Regions from separate parts of the Sus scrofa genome. Here region 2 is linked to region 1. A link is a contact called in public HiChIP or PLAC-seq data. All regions are on one chromosome and are shown on one strand. Each heading gives the region's core, a stretch centred on a gene start, on an enhancer-like site or on the middle of the called end of the contact. The rest is flanking DNA. Distances are from core to core; before and after follow the strand shown. Region 1 overlaps LOC106504743 (a long non-coding RNA gene). Region 2 overlaps ELOVL6 (elongation of very long chain fatty acids protein 6).

Region 1 (3,942 bases), core at 910-3,409:
GGTAGGAGTTCCCATCACGGCACAGTGGAAACAAATCTGACTAGGATCCATGATGTTGCAAGTTCGATCTCTGGCCTTGCTGAGAGGATTAAGGATCCACTGTTGCAGTGAGCTGTGGTGTAGGTCACAGATGTGGCTCAGATCCTGTGTTGCTGTGGCTCTGGTGTAGGCTGGCAGCTGTAGCTCTGATTGGATCCCTAGCCTGGGAACCTCCCTATGCTGTGGGTGAGGCCCTAAAAAGCACACACACACACACACACACACACACACACACACAAACACACAAAGAGAGCAGGTAAAAGAGAACAACCATTCAATTCCCTGTAATGGTGAATAAGAAAAGTGATATACACAAAGCATTTTGGTCATGAATTGTCCCTTAAAAAAAAGTTCTTTCTAATTGCAAAAAAGAAAATTCAGTAAAAGCAACCAAAAGCATCTCAGGCCTAATACCGTGCTGAAACACAAAAGTGTAAGCCAAAAGTTAAGAGTGCCTTCATAATCTACTTGGTTACCAACGTACCAAACACTGAACAGAGTAATATGAACCCACAATATATACATGACAATAAACATTACAATATTTTTAAAAAGAAAGAACTGTGGGTGGGAAAAAGACAACATGTGAACAGCAAAGCAATGCAATTTCCAAAGTTTCCTGTTCTTTACTGACCGCGGAAAAAAGCTCTTTTCATGAGATTAGTCCTCACATATTAAGAATTAAGAGCAGCCTCTAGTGGCAGGTTAAGGATTTTACAGAGTGACCGTGCAGAAACCAAAATGCTTTCCAGTTCTTTCACTAATAGCTCTGAGCAAAAAGTACATTTCGTCCAAGAAACCCAGGAAAGCTCGCTAATCACCTTAGCAAATAATAACTGCACCCCCACTTTGAGTGTTCTTAATAGTTACTATTTTATTCGTATTCTTTTCTATATGTGCAGTTTCTCTGTAGACAGAGATACGCTATTAATGGAATGGGCTACTACCTGAACCATGGCGCGCGGGGGGGGGGGGGCCCGCAGGACGTGGGAGACAGTATTTAATTGTAAGGAAGGAAAGGGCTGACAAAACCTAAATGAAAACAGATAGGTTTGATGAACGAAGTCCGACTGAGTCCAATTCTCACTTAGCCTTTCTATCTCCCTAAATCAAGGGTGAGCAAAAGAAGACATATTCTGAGGAGACGAGAAATATCTTCACCTGAGAGAATGAATTTTCCTGAATCCCTTTCATCTTTTCAAAGGGGGACCTTTTCTCGGGCAGTGCAAGGGAAAGGCTGGAAATACACCACATAAACGTTTCCCTTTCTCACTACTTATGAAATTTAAATAAAGAAAATGTTTTTCCTCATCAATTATTGCTACAAAGACACCGACGTTACCTTTGCCTAAAACTCAAAGAGCGGTGCTGTTAAGTGAGGTCTGTCTACAGCGACAGCTCTCCTGCTTCGGTGCAAATAACGCTCCGCGCTCCACACAGGGACAACCGGAAAGCTTTAGGAACGTCCAGGGACAGACATTTTCAGTTTCCACAAAGGACAGCGCCAGGGAATTTCGCACTTTGACATATATCATCGCCCCCCCCGCCGTGAAATCGCAGGCCCCACCATCTGGGAAAGTGAGCAACGGAGAAGGTTGCAAACCTCGCCCGCCTTCCAGGTGTGTGGATCCCCTTACCGGTTCGCCGGCGCCCAGACGACCGCCTGCTCCGCGCCTTCCTCCGCGCGGCCGGCAGCGCCGAGGTTGCGATGCGCCTGGAGCGCACGCAGCCGAGGCCCAAGCCGCGCACGGCGTCCGCACACCCGGCCCCGACCCCGCGCCTCGGCCCGAGGGGCCCCGCCTCGCCCTCCACCGCCCAGTAGCCCCGGGCGAGCCGCCGGCGCAGGACCGCGGGCCTCGCGCGCCGACCCAGGCCTCCTCCCGAGCAGAGCGCCGCGAGGCCGCCCCACCTCAGAGCGAGGAGCTGAAAGTGCGCGCAGAGAGGCCCGGGGGCGCGGACCAGCTTCAGGCTCCTCAGAATACAGGGAGCTCTGGGTCTTGGAGGGGGGAAGGCAGGCTCGAAAAAGGCAGAAGTGACTGCAGCCCCGAGCAGGACCTACCTAACTGGGCTCCCGGGGCCGGAATCCCCGCCTCGGCCGGCGGCGAGCGGCCGCGGGGGCGCAGGCTGGTCCCGGCCTTGGGGGCGGGGCTTCTGCTCTCCGGGGTCCCGGGAGCCCCGGCAGGGCCCGCCGCGCGGGTTCGCCAGACGAGGGGTGTGCGCGGCTGGATTCATTCACGTCTCGGTGGAAAGGCTGCTAATTGTTCCTTCACTTGGGGAAGGAGAGCGGAAGCAAAATTTGTAAAACCCTGACAGGCCTCTTAGTCCCACGAGTTCCTCCTGAAATGACTTCAAGGGAGAGTGAGTCGTAAAACAATATTACCTTCTTTCACATAATTAATATAATCATTTACTTCTTAGAGCTTGTCTTTCACAGGTCCTTTCAAATAAATTAATCTAGAATATATTTTATTATATTTTATTTATGAAAAATCCCTACCTTCTTGTGGGAATGCTGCAATGATGAATTAATATTTGCTAAGCACTTGGATGGTGAAAACTACGTAAAACTTGATGGAGTAACTCTATTATTGATACAGAAAAACTAGCTTGATGGGTTTGGTAACCCCTACCATCTGCTTTATTAGTTGAAATTACACTGTAAAAAGGCTTTCTCTCTTCAGGCAAAGGGGTAGAGTACAGAAATAATTATCCAGGTAATTCATATTCCCCAGAAAATGGAATCCTGCCTTGAAAGAAAAGTGAATCTCCTGCCTGATTTCGTTTTGTCTTGCTCTACTATTATTGTCACATTTATTATTAATTACTTGTATAAATGTAATTACCTGGACAACTTCTCAATTTTAATTTCTCCTTCATGTGATTATAGATGAATTATTTGAAGGCCAGCTCTTGCATTAACAACTTGAGAATTAAGTAATGCTCTTCCTTTCATAGCAGCCCCATTTTTACTTTATTTTCAGGTATTTTAATAGAAATTTAAATAAAACTACAAAGAATTTCAAATATTTTATATCTGCATCATTAGTTGCACAGCCTTTCTGACTAGTAGAGAGGAATAAGGTTAAAAATGTCTAATTTTTCGAAGTATATGATAACCATAGCAAAGAGAGGCATTATATCTAGAATTAGATTTCCAGTTAAACCTATTTCCACCATAATTTAGGAGGACAATTGCTCTAATTCTTCCTCTTCACTAAAGTTAACATGGTCAGAGCCCAAATAACTTGGCACTAAATGTGTTTCAAAAGTAATCTGAATAGTTTTAGAAAAAAAATATTTTTTCAATGCAGGGTTTTTAATGGTGTTCTAAAATATCCAGCAAGCAACTCTAATAATCGTTATGTAACTTCCCTATGTTCACAGAAAACATTAAAATGTAATACCACAGAAGTAGGCCAGACCACTATCATCAACTTAATAGTCATCATCATTTATATCATTTATTAAATTACTCAGTGCAACAGTGCCAATAAGTGAAGTAATGTTGTGAAATCACTAGAGGGAGCAATTCTTTTTTAGTAAATTAGTGTTACTTATCTATATATTTAGTAGTCCTGGAATGGATCTGAACATTTAACGTAATTTGAGGATAAAAATAGGCAGAATGCAAGAAAGAGATCTCAGTGAAGATGTACTGTCATTTCAAGACTTGGTTAGAGCTCTTCTTGAAGCATCTGAGGAGAAAAGAGAACCTGAAAACACAAGATAGACTAAATGTAAGATAGAAATATTCAAGCTGAACATCTGTCCGCTTTTCCATTTTGTTTTAATCTTCACACATTCATGCTTTTAGACAAAAAACACTGCCTATTAAAACTGGCATAGCATCTGACCCATTAAAAGTTCAGCAGCAATCCACAGTAACAATAGCTAATTTCCAAG
Region 2 (3,942 bases), core at 854-3,353, 430 kb before region 1:
CCCCCTTTTCTGGAGACATAGGAGTGGGAACACAATCTATAAATAAAAATTTTGACTAATCCAATTCTTAATTCTAGAGAATTAATGGACAGGTGTCTCCTAAGGATATATACCGGCTTGTAAGATGCTGGCCAGCAGGGCTCATGGATGAACTCAGAGCGTATCATCACCAGTGGATCCCTCTCTCTGGCAATAAAGATACCTTCCTGCGGAACTGTGCCGGTGTCAAATCCTTGCTGCTTACTTTTTCACTGTTTCTGCTAATCTGTGCCACACTTATATTCAAGACTGTTAGAAAGTTAAAGGAAAAACCTTAGGAATCTATGTTATATAGAGAGAGCCAGGATGTGCATTAATTTCTAGAAAGTGAACTATATTTCTCTAAGGCCTCTTTCTTTGATGATTAAAATTAAACAACATCAGAAACTAACCCTTGGCATTCCCATCGTGGTGCATCGGAAACAAATCTGACTAGGAACCACGAGGTTGCAGGTTCAATCCCTGGCCTCGCTCAGTGGGTTGAGGATCCAGCATTGCCGTGAGCTGTGGTGTAGGTCGCAGATGTGGCTCAGATCCCGAGTTGCTGTGGCTGTGGTGTAGGCTGGCAGCTACAACTGCGATTAGACCCCTAGCCTGGGAATCTCCATATGCTGCAGGTGTGGCCCTAAAAAGACAAAAAGACAAAAAAAAAAAAAAAAAAGAAAAGAAACTAACCCTTAATATTTGTAATGAGAACATGAAGATACCCAATCAAAAAGCTTCCTTAACTTCCTAGTCTGCATCCAAACTCCAGAGCTGAAAGTATGGGACTGGGTGAGGGCTGTGTGGCTAATTTCCCCCCATATTCTAAAATTAGCTGAGCTGTTAACCGGTGGGAAAGAAGGGGAGGGGTAGATGTTATAAACCCCCAGAAGTGGGTTTTCAGTAAGGCTTTGGACACCTGCACATTTAACATAAAGTATTTTGTTCTTCATATACACAATGCACAATTATTTCAAAGGAGGGAAGGAGAGAACAGAAAAATAGTGGAAGTTAATCAAAAAGTCATTAATCGTGACTTTCCTACAACCAGTAAAACAGGGCCTTCAAAGTTGTTTCTTGGTCCATTTAAAAATAAATATTGTGGGTGTGTAGCTACAAAGGGGGTGGGGGGGGAGGAAACGGAAGGAGAGAAGACACTCACCTAGTTCCGGTGCTTTGCTCAGCACAAATGCATAAGCCCAGAATTTGCTGACAGGTCCATTGTAAAAACCCTGGTCACAAACTGAATACTTCAGGCCTTTGGTCATCAAAATGTACAGCATATAAGCACCAGTTCGAAGAGCACCGAATATACTTCATAATGAAAAAAGAAAAGAAACAACATTCAGAAAAAGAATTTCACTTCTGACATGAACCGTTGGTAGAAGCCTGCCACTGGCAGGACATTGATAGCGATGCAGCAGCACGAAAATCTGCTTTTACCCAGAGGCATTGAAAATGGTTTGTAAACAAGAGTTACACCACTTCTCAGGGCTTTATTCTGAAGGCCATCCCTAAGGCCACCTAACGCGTCGTCCTCAATGTTCCAGAAAGGTGTCATGGAAAAGGGGAGTGCATCTCAGGCAACAGCTCAAGAACTCTGCTGACCTGACCTGTGTTTTGGCTTGAGAACTGTCCCTTGGGAGTGAGATGGAGTTGGCTGAAAACTCTGCTAATTATCTCCATTTTGTCCTTTGTCCAATTAGTCTCCAGATCCCTGGCTCCGTTTCCTGAATCTCTCTCGCTCTCAAATCCATCTTTTTCACAGAAGCCCGAGGAAGAAGGCTTAACTTCCATGGGAAGCCCCCCTCCCCCTGGAGTGCCCCCAGGATCATGCCCCTGAGCTCCCCTAACCGTGGCCAACCGTGTTGCAACACCGTTCTTCAATGCCCCGAAACGTGTTTGCCTTCACCCAGGCAGAGTTGCTCAAAGACTGCTGAACAAGCGATACTGTGGAAAAGTAAACGGACATGTGGCATTTTTATCCAGGAACCGCTAAGGAAAGAGGAGAGCTCTGGAAGGCGCTGAGCTCTGCTGTAACATGAGGTATGAAAGGACCTGGCAGCTGGACCGCGCCGCCTCCATGACAGAGTGAACCCGACAGGCACACGTGCCCCACAGCTCGCCAACTGCACGGACCACGGAAAGGAGAGCTGGCTGATCCTGGCGGGGGGAGGGGGGTAGGGATGTGCTGGCCCATCCTTGTCCTGGCAGCATCCCATTTTAGGTTTTACAAGTCCTAAGATAAACTAGCAATCAACTATTGAAATGAGTAGCAGCCTCACCCAACAGGGAAATGAGAGCTTTCTGTCCTTGCAGAGGCACATCTTTTAAGATGTCTCAAGTGTTGCTCCATAACAAGTCATTCCACCAGGGGACGCCATCCGTAAACATGTGTCCACCAGATAAAACCAAAGATCACCTTCGCATCGAACCAAAGTAATGAGACTGAATTGCTGGCAACAGCCTCTTATTTGGGGGGCTCTGAAAGTAGCTTCTCTAATGACATACCGCTTCCAGGAAGAAATGCAGTTCCTCTTTCCAACATAGAAAACGATCCTACATAGGATTTGGGGTATGACTTTACAACTGTAGATCCTATGTCCCCCTGCACTCAAGATGTAGCCTCCAACGCCTTCATGGGACCTGCAAGGCTTGAGTGGCCCCCCTCGCTCCCCCCGCCACCCTTCCCTCCTGCCTATTCGTCCCATCCCTTGTGAGCCAATCCTCCCCGCACCTTCTGATCCTTTCCGTTTTGTGACTTGAGACCTGTGCATATGCTATGTCCTCTTCTTGGGGAGCTCTTCTCCCATGCTCACTTGAAGGCTGCCCCTTCTCACTTTCTTAAACAAATGTCCCTCCTGGTAGCATGACCTCAGCCTTTACGATCAATATACAATCCTGGCTTGCGAATGGGAAGTTGGATTTCATTGGTAATGTCAGGTACATTTTTCAAATTTCGGTTTTCCCTCACCAGAGGGTGGCTAAATTTTCATAAGGAAAGTTGCCGCCATCACCAGATGATGGTGACTAGAAAACTGGGGACTTTGCTGCTTATGGAAGGTAGCAGGGAAAGAGGGATATGGCGTCTCCACTGAGCTTACAGAGCCGACACTGTTGGCTGCCTGTTCGAAGCTCAAGTCTCTTCCTCCTTTTCCATATTAAAAGAATGCTGATCCTGTCCAGGTTCTCCCAACTCATGCTTCCCCCAAGGAAGCTGACCTTGTCTTTGGCTTAGGAGTAAATCCTAACGATGTAAGCAAGTTTTAGTACTTCCATCTCCCTTGCTAGTAACTTGTTAGGCTGGGCGCGGACCTCGTTCTAGCCAACGTGATGTGAGGAGAAGGCTGCTGGGGCCTTTTTCAGGCAAGGTTTCCTTGCTCATCACCACGCAGTGGTTGGAAGAACAGCAGCCATCCTGCAACCAGGAAGGAGCTACCTTGAGGACGGCAAAGTATTCCCTTGAGATGTGACTGAGCTGCTGAATTACCCATTACCCTTTCAGTGATTCTATCACAAGACCTCTTGGTGTTGACATAAAGCTTCCTAATTGGATAAGCCATGTGGAGTTTTGCTTTTTATTATTTATACCCCAAAGCATCCCAGCAGACACAACACACCAGATCTGATCTTCAGTAGACTTTTGAACACAAATTAATTTTTTTGTGGCTATAAAATAGATCTATTTGGGAGCTCCTGTCGTGGCTCAGCAGTCCATGAGGACGTGGGTTTGATCCCTGGCCTCACTAGCCTCGCTCAGTGGGTTAAGGATCCAGTGTTGCTGTGAGCTGTGGTGTAGGTCGAAGAGGCAGCTCAGATCCCCAGTTGCTGTGGTTGTATGTAGGCCAGCAGCTACAGCTCCCAATCGACCCCTAGCCTGGGAACCTCCATATATACCACAGGTGTGGTCCTAAAAAGACA

Evidence for each region. HiChIP or PLAC-seq counts read pairs in DNA pulled down with a chosen protein or histone mark.
Region 2: an H3K27ac HiChIP or PLAC-seq map of skeletal muscle shows a contact between it and region 1, with 4 times the contacts expected there. The contact joins two enhancer-like sites. A contact is called at or near these places in 1 of 47 Hi-C or Micro-C datasets (fetal skeletal muscle) and 1 of 2 datasets of contacts at active chromatin or transcription factors (skeletal muscle).

What each region holds. Positions count from the first base shown.
Region 1 is chr8:111,748,833-111,752,774 of Sscrofa11.1, reverse strand. LOC106504743 (a long non-coding RNA gene) reads right to left here. Exons shown (of 7, transcript XR_002346462.1): 2 at 2,099-3,942. Among named protein-coding and RNA genes, the nearest start is that of PITX2, 33 kb to the right of the region's middle. Within about 2 kb of position 2,159, at least 30 of the 83 cell types and tissues checked have an H3K27ac peak or open chromatin away from gene starts, as enhancers often do. A contact at or near this core is called in fetal skeletal muscle and skeletal muscle, where this site is marked.
Region 2 is chr8:112,177,367-112,181,308 of Sscrofa11.1, reverse strand. ELOVL6 (elongation of very long chain fatty acids protein 6) reads right to left here. Exons shown (of 5, transcript XM_021100707.1): 4 at 1,184-1,335. It overlaps LOC110261988 (a long non-coding RNA gene), which reads left to right. Exons shown (of 2, transcript XR_002346463.1): 2 at 78-211. Among named protein-coding and RNA genes, the nearest start is that of ELOVL6, 140 kb to the right of the region's middle. Within about 2 kb of position 2,103, at least 13 of the 83 cell types and tissues checked have an H3K27ac peak or open chromatin away from gene starts, as enhancers often do. A contact at or near this core is called in fetal skeletal muscle and skeletal muscle, where this site is marked.